2 separate regions of the Capsicum annuum genome follow, and region 2 is linked to region 1. A link is a contact called in public Hi-C data. All regions are on one chromosome and are shown on one strand. Each heading gives the region's core, a stretch centred on a gene start, on an enhancer-like site or on the middle of the called end of the contact. The rest is flanking DNA. Distances are from core to core; before and after follow the strand shown.

What was found. A called contact is a pair of places that touch in the nucleus more often than the background predicts.
Region 2: a Hi-C map of leaf shows a contact between it and region 1, with 1.8 times the contacts expected there. The contact joins two enhancer-like sites. A contact is called at or near these places in 2 of 5 Hi-C or Micro-C datasets (leaf and placenta).

What each region holds. Positions count from the first base shown.
Region 1 is chr12:154,365,689-154,369,692 of UCD10Xv1.1, forward strand. LOC107850579 reads left to right here. Exons shown (of 7, transcript XM_047400426.1): 4 at 118-179; 5 at 302-558; 6 at 676-932; 7 at 1,061-2,511. The coding sequence ends at 2,263. Among protein-coding and RNA genes, the nearest start is that of LOC107851052, 26 kb to the right of the region's middle. Within about 2 kb of position 2,558, at least 2 of the 5 cell types and tissues checked have an H3K27ac peak or open chromatin away from gene starts, as enhancers often do. A contact at or near this core is called in leaf, where this site is marked.
Region 2 is chr12:154,400,938-154,405,057 of UCD10Xv1.1, forward strand. It overlaps the pseudogene LOC107851624. Among protein-coding and RNA genes, the nearest start is that of LOC107851052, 9.1 kb to the left of the region's middle. Within about 2 kb of position 1,289, at least 4 of the 5 cell types and tissues checked have an H3K27ac peak or open chromatin away from gene starts, as enhancers often do. A contact at or near this core is called in leaf, where this site is marked.

The DNA of each region.
Region 1 (4,004 bases), core at 1,308-3,807:
GATTTCGAACCCAACATTGCTGTCCTACTAAAGACCTGATGAAGACTGACATGCAATTTATTTCTCTAGCAAATCATGTAATTTCAATGTTAACCAAGTTTTTGAATTTTACTGTAGATAACCAACCTAGGTGACCATTATCAATGTGATTGTGCTGGATCACCTTCACTGATGAAGATGTAAGCTTAACCATCTTCTACTCCTGCCTTACAGTGAAATGAGGAGACAGGTTTAATAAAAGATTCTTGTCTGGAAATGTAACCTAGTTTGGAGATTCAATTTTATTTCCTGGCTTGTACAGATTGTTAGATGTTAATGAACAGCCTATCTCAGTGAAGGAAGCTCCACCAATTGGCAAAGTAGCTGTTACAAATTCTGGTGTAGGTTTCTCTGGTTTTGACGACTCTGTTGCTTCAGATGCTTTAAAGGACTCTCCATTTCATAGCCCTCATGACCGTTCTTTTGATGCTGTATCCAACACTGAAGTGCCAATATCGTCTCCCTTAGAGTTTGCAAGCAACAGAGGTCCCCTAGCTTTAGATCTATCTATACCTTGTGGTATGCATTTTTATTTGGTTTTATCCTCGTGGATTTAAGATATATGTTTTTGTAGGACCTCGTATTCATGAATTCTATGTGTCTCAGTATGCTTCTGTTTTATATTACCATGTTCAGACAGTGATGACAAAATGGACTGCAATAGGTCAGAACAAGCATTTGATGAACACCTGATTTCAACTGTGCTGGAAGTTCAGAAGAACCCTACTTGCTCCTTGAATGGAAATGATTCTATGGTTTTACATGAGGTGCCTTCTGACGAAAGTTTGGAATTTCTTGACAAGAAGCTCGAGAAGATAACTCCAATTCACGCAGAGGTGCCTGAAGCGGGTTGCTTATCTGGAAAAGCATCTTTGAAAAATGAGTTGCTGCAGGTTAGTTCATATTAAAGAAACTGTTGCTTATCTCAATCTCTACCACTTTTCCGTGTAGGCTGTGTTATTTTCAATTAAGTGAATCTTTTAATGTTTGATTGAGATGCATTAAATTTATTTTCTTTCAGCCTTTGTCAGAAGATAGAACCTGCAACTTTTTCCCATTAGCAAGCACACAGGAAAATGAGAGTGCTAATTCTAAAGAACGAATAGCTTCCTCATTAGAAGATAATAAGCATTTTGCGCTTGATGTAGCGGAATCCTCAGATTTTCTTGGTTTGTCACTGCCAACTGAATCTCTGGTCGGTTGTCAAGCTTTAGCTTCGAGATCCTCACAGTTGGCTGATGTATGGAATCAACCAAGGGAATTTATTCAAGGAGCAGTTCCTCAGCTTTCTGTTGATGCATCAATGCTTCACCGACATCAAATGATCCTGGACAACATTCTTAATAGAGCAAGATCTCAAAACGGAAACAAGAGGAGATTTGCAGAAAAATTAGGGTCTCTGACCAAGTGGTCAGAAGAGGAGCTAGATTCTCTTTGGATTGGTGTGAGGAGGCATGGAAGAGGCAACTGGGATGTGATGTTGAGGGATCCAAGGTTGCGCTTTTCCTGGAGGACATCAACGGACTTGGCAGAACGGTGGATGGAGGAACAGACAAGACTTTTACATGGAAAATACATTTCCCCTGTGAGACAGTTACGTACAGCTGATCTTTTCTCGCATGATATGGATGGTGTTCAACTTTCACTTGGGCATGCACATTCCCAGTCAGAGGACAGCATCTGGAGCCAAAAACCGTTCCATTTTCGAAATGCTCAAAATACTTCGTCCAAACGGCTTCACCTGGCTACAACAAATGTAGGGAGCTTAGAGTCTCTTTGTCTCAGGGCAAAACGCAAAAGAGCTAGGTTTGATCAATCCGAGAACCCAGCAGGTTCGGGTATTGAATGTTCATTCAGTTCTCGAATTATGAACAGAGTGTCTGAAGTGGGTAATTTGCCTCACTGGCTTAAAGAAGTGGTTGCTATCCCACCCAGGCCTCCAGGATTTGCGCCAGATTCTTCATGGGTTTTCCAACCGTGGATTGGTCTACCATTTTCTGAACCAAACAGAGCTCATTGCGAATCAAGGAACAGATTGAGCGACTTGTACATTTCACCAAGAACTGAGAATGATGGTAGTGCGGATTGTGCTCATCTCCCTGCAGTGGCTACGAGAGAGGGGAAGCAACACAATAAGTCAGAAGCGGATAGAAGAGTTGAGTTGATTGTCATCAATAGTGACGCCTCATCTGAGGAGACAGTATCTGATGATTGTAATGTATAAGACTAGCTTAAGTTGGAATTTCATAGTTCAGCAATAGTTAAGCTTGTATAAAAGTTTGTAACCTAATTATCTCAGGTACTTCGTGAGGGTGGGATTAGCTGAATCAAGTAGTTTTTTTTTCCCCCAATTATCGCAATCCTTTGATTTGCAAATTCCTATCTTAGCAGCTATTTGCGCTGTATGTTGTGAACTCACTCTTGTTAGTAACATTTGAACTCTATGACAACGTTTGTATTTGCTTGGCTTTTTTTCTTATTGCAGTAGCTATTTGCAATAGCTGTTTGTTGTGAACCAGGCAAATCCAAACGTCGTCATAAACTCGAGTCTGCGAAAGCTTTCTACCCTGGCGCATCATGTCATACAGAGGTCATTTCTTGTGTTTCATTCTCATGGCAACAACATAGGGTCTGGGTTTCATTTTCATAGTCTAAATATATGATTCAAAAGATGATCTCTGATATGAGCTTGTGAGGTAAACGTGAATCGTTTTGTTTTGGATAGTAGTCAAATGCTAAGAGTACTAAGTAGGTCGCCTTTGCATCTCAGGTGGTTACCCATAGTATATGGTATGGTATGAAATAGTTATTACGAGTATCATTTTTGTTTTGATTGTTTCTAAAAATATATGGTATGGTGTGATTTGATTCAATGGTTAGGTAACAATGAAAATTCTCAGTTTATATAATCACCAAGTTGGTGTTATCGCATGTGTTGTAACTTTATGTATTTTTTTTTTCTCATTTACCTTTACTTATTATTTAATAATCCTATTTTATTTTTTATATTCATAAAAATAATACAGTATGATGCAACACAATGCAATACCAATAATTATGAAACAATATATAACAACCATCCGAACGAAGTGTTAAGTGCTTTCTTGAACATGTTTGAGCTAGGATCCAGGTCAGATGGAATGTAACAAACAGGAAGGAGATGACAAATTAGAGCAAAGGTAACATAATATGTTTACTGTAACTGAGAGCTGGCTGTTTTTACTCAAACTGGCTATTTCTACGCTTATTTAATCTTTGCTTCTTCCATATTCTTCTTATGTGGGTAAAAAGATGATGACTAATTTGATCTGTTATTTTACCTCATCAATTGTTTCGAAGTTGAAAACTTTTTATGCAGAGCAACAATTCTCAAAAGAACAAAAACTACGGTTTCTTTTGTTGTTTCTTTTAAAAATTTAAGGAGGAGACGATTCATTAGCGGAAATGCTGGAAATAATTCTTAGTTGCTTTTCAGATACAAAATCTCTATTAACAATAAAAACTTCAAACACACGTTCAAACAATTTGTGAACTATCAATATGAAGTTTCAATAACTTCACACACAAGTTCAAACAACTTATGAACTATCAAAATAAAGTTCAAACTATTTTCCGGAGAATAGCAAAATCAACATTTAAAGAGATGAAAACCAAAAGATCAAGTCCATCGAATTCATGATGTGTCCTTAAAGAATTTATTCCCCTCAAGCACCCGAGGTTAATGGAATATATCCACCCATGATAAAATGATTCACTTCAGCAAATAGTGGTGCCTTAAATTTGCTGAATTTCTAACACACTCAACGATTCGTAAATCACACTTGCGTTTTTAGTAAGAACAAGACGTTTTTCACTTTAAAATTTTGTACCTTTACCTGAGAAAAAATTCAGGTATTTATAGTCAAGAGGTGTTGCTTCAGAAAAGAAGCAATGGTTCTTGAAAAAATGCACTGTTTCAGGCTGTC
Region 2 (4,120 bases), core at 39-2,538, 34 kb after region 1:
TTATTCTCCTTCCGAGTGTGTAGTGTCGATTTGAATTTGTGAAATGTAATTAAGTTGAAAGAGAAAAAACAAAGACACCATTAATGAAGATTGATGGAGAAGAAGGAAGAAATTACTCAGTACGAATGAGTAATGAGATTTCAACACCATTGTCTTCTTCAACTCCTCCATTAAAGCTCCATTAATGGAGTTTTATGATTCAAGTAAATGGTGTTGAAGACGGAAAAAAAATTGAATCATAAAAAGGAAATTTGATTTCACAACTTTTAAACAAATTAAGAAGATATTAAAGTCCATACATGATTTTTTTATCCCACTAGTTTGATTCATTAAGGAGACTTTTTTTTTTCTTTTTTTGAAATTTCCTAGCTTCAATGGAGATTGGGGAAAAGAAGAGAAAAAGAGAGTGATGGCTGTTAATGGAGAATTGGGGAAGAAGAAATGAAGATTGATTAATGGAGAATTGAGGAAGAAGAAATGAAGATTGATTAATGGAAAGCTCGAGAAGAAGAATTTAAAATTGATAAATAAAATTAAAAGAAAATTTTTATTAAAAAATATAAAAATATATGAAATTAAACATATTTACACGTGGCAACACCTTATTGGCGCGTGCAATCACTCTCTTTTGTGTGACTGAAATTCAGCGAAAAATGGTGTATTTGCAAAGAAATAAAAAAGAATCGTGAAGTAATAGATCGAATTCAAGCTTTAAGTATTTTTTTGAAAATCTCGACCAACATTAGGGTTATTTATGTATTTACTCTTCTTTATACACAAAACACTTGTATATATACACAAAGGAAATGAATAAGGTGTGGAAAAATTTCTGCAAATCATTCATATTTCTTTCTTTCATACGGAGAGGCCAATGCGTAGCTGACATACTCGAGAAGATTGCCTCTACCTCTGGGCTCTGACTTTTTGGAACCACCACTTGTTGTGAGAATTCCTCTAGCAGCTGATCAACGAGGTAATGCGAAGCAACGACATATCCCACCTCAATGTTCCCCTACTAATATCAATTGTATAGTATTAACTTCTACTACTATTAGTACTTCTGCGGACGTTCTACTGAAGCAGAAGTGGCAGCGAAATATCTTTTTCTCCTCCTCCATATGCTATGCTATTTTGTCAGCGGATGCAATAACGTTTCTTAGGAGGTATGCTCGAGGGTATAATTAGTTTTTCACTGCAAATTTAGTATTCTCCTCCTAGAAAAGAAGGCATTTGGTATGATGTTTAATCTCAATTTAAGTGAGTGTATTTCTGGTTGGTTAAGGAGATGATATTTTCAGAAACTTAAACCCTTCTTTGATAGGGGCAAAGTGACCTGATTTTAGCTGTTTGAACGAACGTAACCCTTTTGTTTTTAGGTTGAATAGATGTCGGCTAAAGTTTTACTGGAAAATAGCTTTAATATTTCCCGTAAATGATTTAAAAATATTTGGGATGAAAGATAAGTCTAATTTTAGGTGCAGAAAGATTGATTTCAATGTTGTTCCCCCTTTTTGTTCTGTAAAAGAAATAAATTAGATAGCTGCTTGCCAGACAGGATTGATTGTCCATAGTTATAATTTGAAAGAGCTCAGTGTACTCTTATACTGGAAAACTGAGATGTACAGAGGTGCCATGGTGACTTAAGTCCATGTACCTTAATGAATATCAAGATTTAAATTTTTGAGGTATTATTTCATGAAGTAATTGCACATGTCTTGAGTGATTTAAACCAATTTCACGTTCACCGTCTGATTCCGCATCATCTTCGCTGCTCTGACTTGAAAATGCACCAAAACTTACATGCTTGGACTTTACGCTGTTTTGTTACCGATGATTGATTGTGTCTTTGTTTTCAGAGTCGTCATTTGAGCTGATACTTTCAGAGCGTGTTACGTTGCTTTTGCGTCTGAGTTTGACCTTGAGCTGATAGTTTGAGAGGATGACTTTGACTTGCTATCACGTTGTGATTTTGAGCCCCATTTTTCAGATTTAGTTGTCATTCCTCTAGGTTCAAACCTGCTGTCTTCTATCTCATTCTCTGATGATCCTGATGTACTTCCATACCCGTAATCAGAACTTTCTCTATCATCCTCATCACTGTCAAAATGATCTTCATTAAAGCCAAATCTTTGATCGTGATGAACATTTTGTTGATCATTCCCACTGCTATGATCCTCATTCCTTTTTGGTAAGACCTCATTATCTGAACTCTTTGGCTCATGTTCATCTGAATCGTCTGTATCTGCGCTGCCTTTCTCAGGAGAATCAGGAATTGGTTCATCCACGTCGAGGGTGGTAAGAGCAGCTACGACATCACCGATTAAGGGACGGACTGATGGCTCTTCTTGAAGACACATGGCCGCAACCCCAACTGCTTGATTCAAACTTCTCTCAGGAAATTTGTTCTTGAGAAGTGGATCCGCCATTTCTCTGAACCTTTTCGTATTCTTGAAAATGGGTTGTGCCTGTTCAATCACATGTACACATATTATCATAATCAGTCACAATGACACAGAATAAACTAGTGAGAAGAAATATTGAATGAGGGTGCTTTCTCACCCAAGCAACTAAGTTTCGCTCCTCTAGGGGCCTTGCAGTATCCACTGCACGACGCCCTGTAATAAGTTCAAGAACAAGTACTCCAAAACTGTATATGTCCGACTTGAAAGAGAGTTCACCAGATCTTTCATACTCTGGAGCACAGTAACTGTATGTTCCCATTACCCTGGGTGATATATGTGAGGTATTCCCTCCACCTGCAAGTTTGGCAACGCCATAATCGGAGAGTCTGGGATTAAAATCTTGCTCTAATAGAATATTGGTGGTTCTTAGATCACGATAAATTATTGGTGGGTTGGCCTTTTCATGTAGATATTCGAGTCCTTGAGCTGCACCTGAGGCTATCTTTATTCTGTTTTGCCAACCTAATGGCTTTTGTTCCTCCTTAATGTCTGGATATGCAATCAGTAAAGAAGCAGCATTAACATTTGAGAAAGAAGGAAACTGGTATTCAACAAACAACTATATATTATGTGCATTACCAATTAGATGATCAGCAAGACAGCCCATTGGCATGTAATCGTAGACTAAAATTCTCTGATCTCCATCAGCACAGGAACCAATAAGATTGACCAGATTTTGGTGGTTAAGGAGACTTAGCATTAAGACTTCAACTTGAAACTCCTGGTTTCCTTGTGTTCCTGTCCTGTCTAGTTGCTTTGCTGCCACAACCTATTTATTTAGACATACATGATATATCACATAGTGACAAAAGAAATAGATAGATTGCTGGTTTCATTAGAGTAAGTTAGTTACCTCTCCTCCTTGAAGTGTTCCCTTGAACACACTTCCAAATCCACCTTCCCCTATTAGGCATTCCTATTGGAAGTTCTTTGTTGCGCTTGCTAGCTCACGGAATGTGAAAGTTTTAGCGTTCCCATTTACAACAGGAGGATTAGCTTGATCAGCGCCCTCGTTATTAGGATTTTCCCATGGTGGTTTGTAGTTGTTATCTATGAAGTTGATGCATAGAAAAAGAAGTAAACATAGTTGGTCTCTGTGTTAGGAAAAGTGCACAACCATTTAAATTCAAATTTGTAAGTTTTATAGGGGACAAAGTGAAGATACCAAAATGTGGTGGGGAGGAAGGACCATTTGCGGGTCGAGCAACCGGGACAGGCTTGTCCTGCGCCGGTGGCTCCTTGGTTTTCTTAGACTGGAAACAGGGGAGGCAACTCATATCGTTGATTCATTACACAGAGAAGAGAACAGGGGATCCCAGCCCATTCATATCCTCTTTTGCAAAGAAAATATATCATATATATTTTCCTTTATGTTTCAAGAATGGTGCTAGGAAAAAGGGGTTAAATGCATTGACTTTGTCTTCAACAAGTTTAACCTTTGAAGGGAAAAAGGATGGATAGATGGTAGTGTCCTGCATGAAATGGTCACATTGAAAAACAAATTACACCTAAAAATGGTGGCATTGGAAGAGGGTTTTCCAGGAGGTGTTGCAAATTATTGAAGGAAAAGAAACATTTGGAGCATTGGCTCTCAAGAATTTCCATCAAGATTCCTCATCATTCGCGGGAGAGAAAAAAATAAGGGAGATTTGGATGGT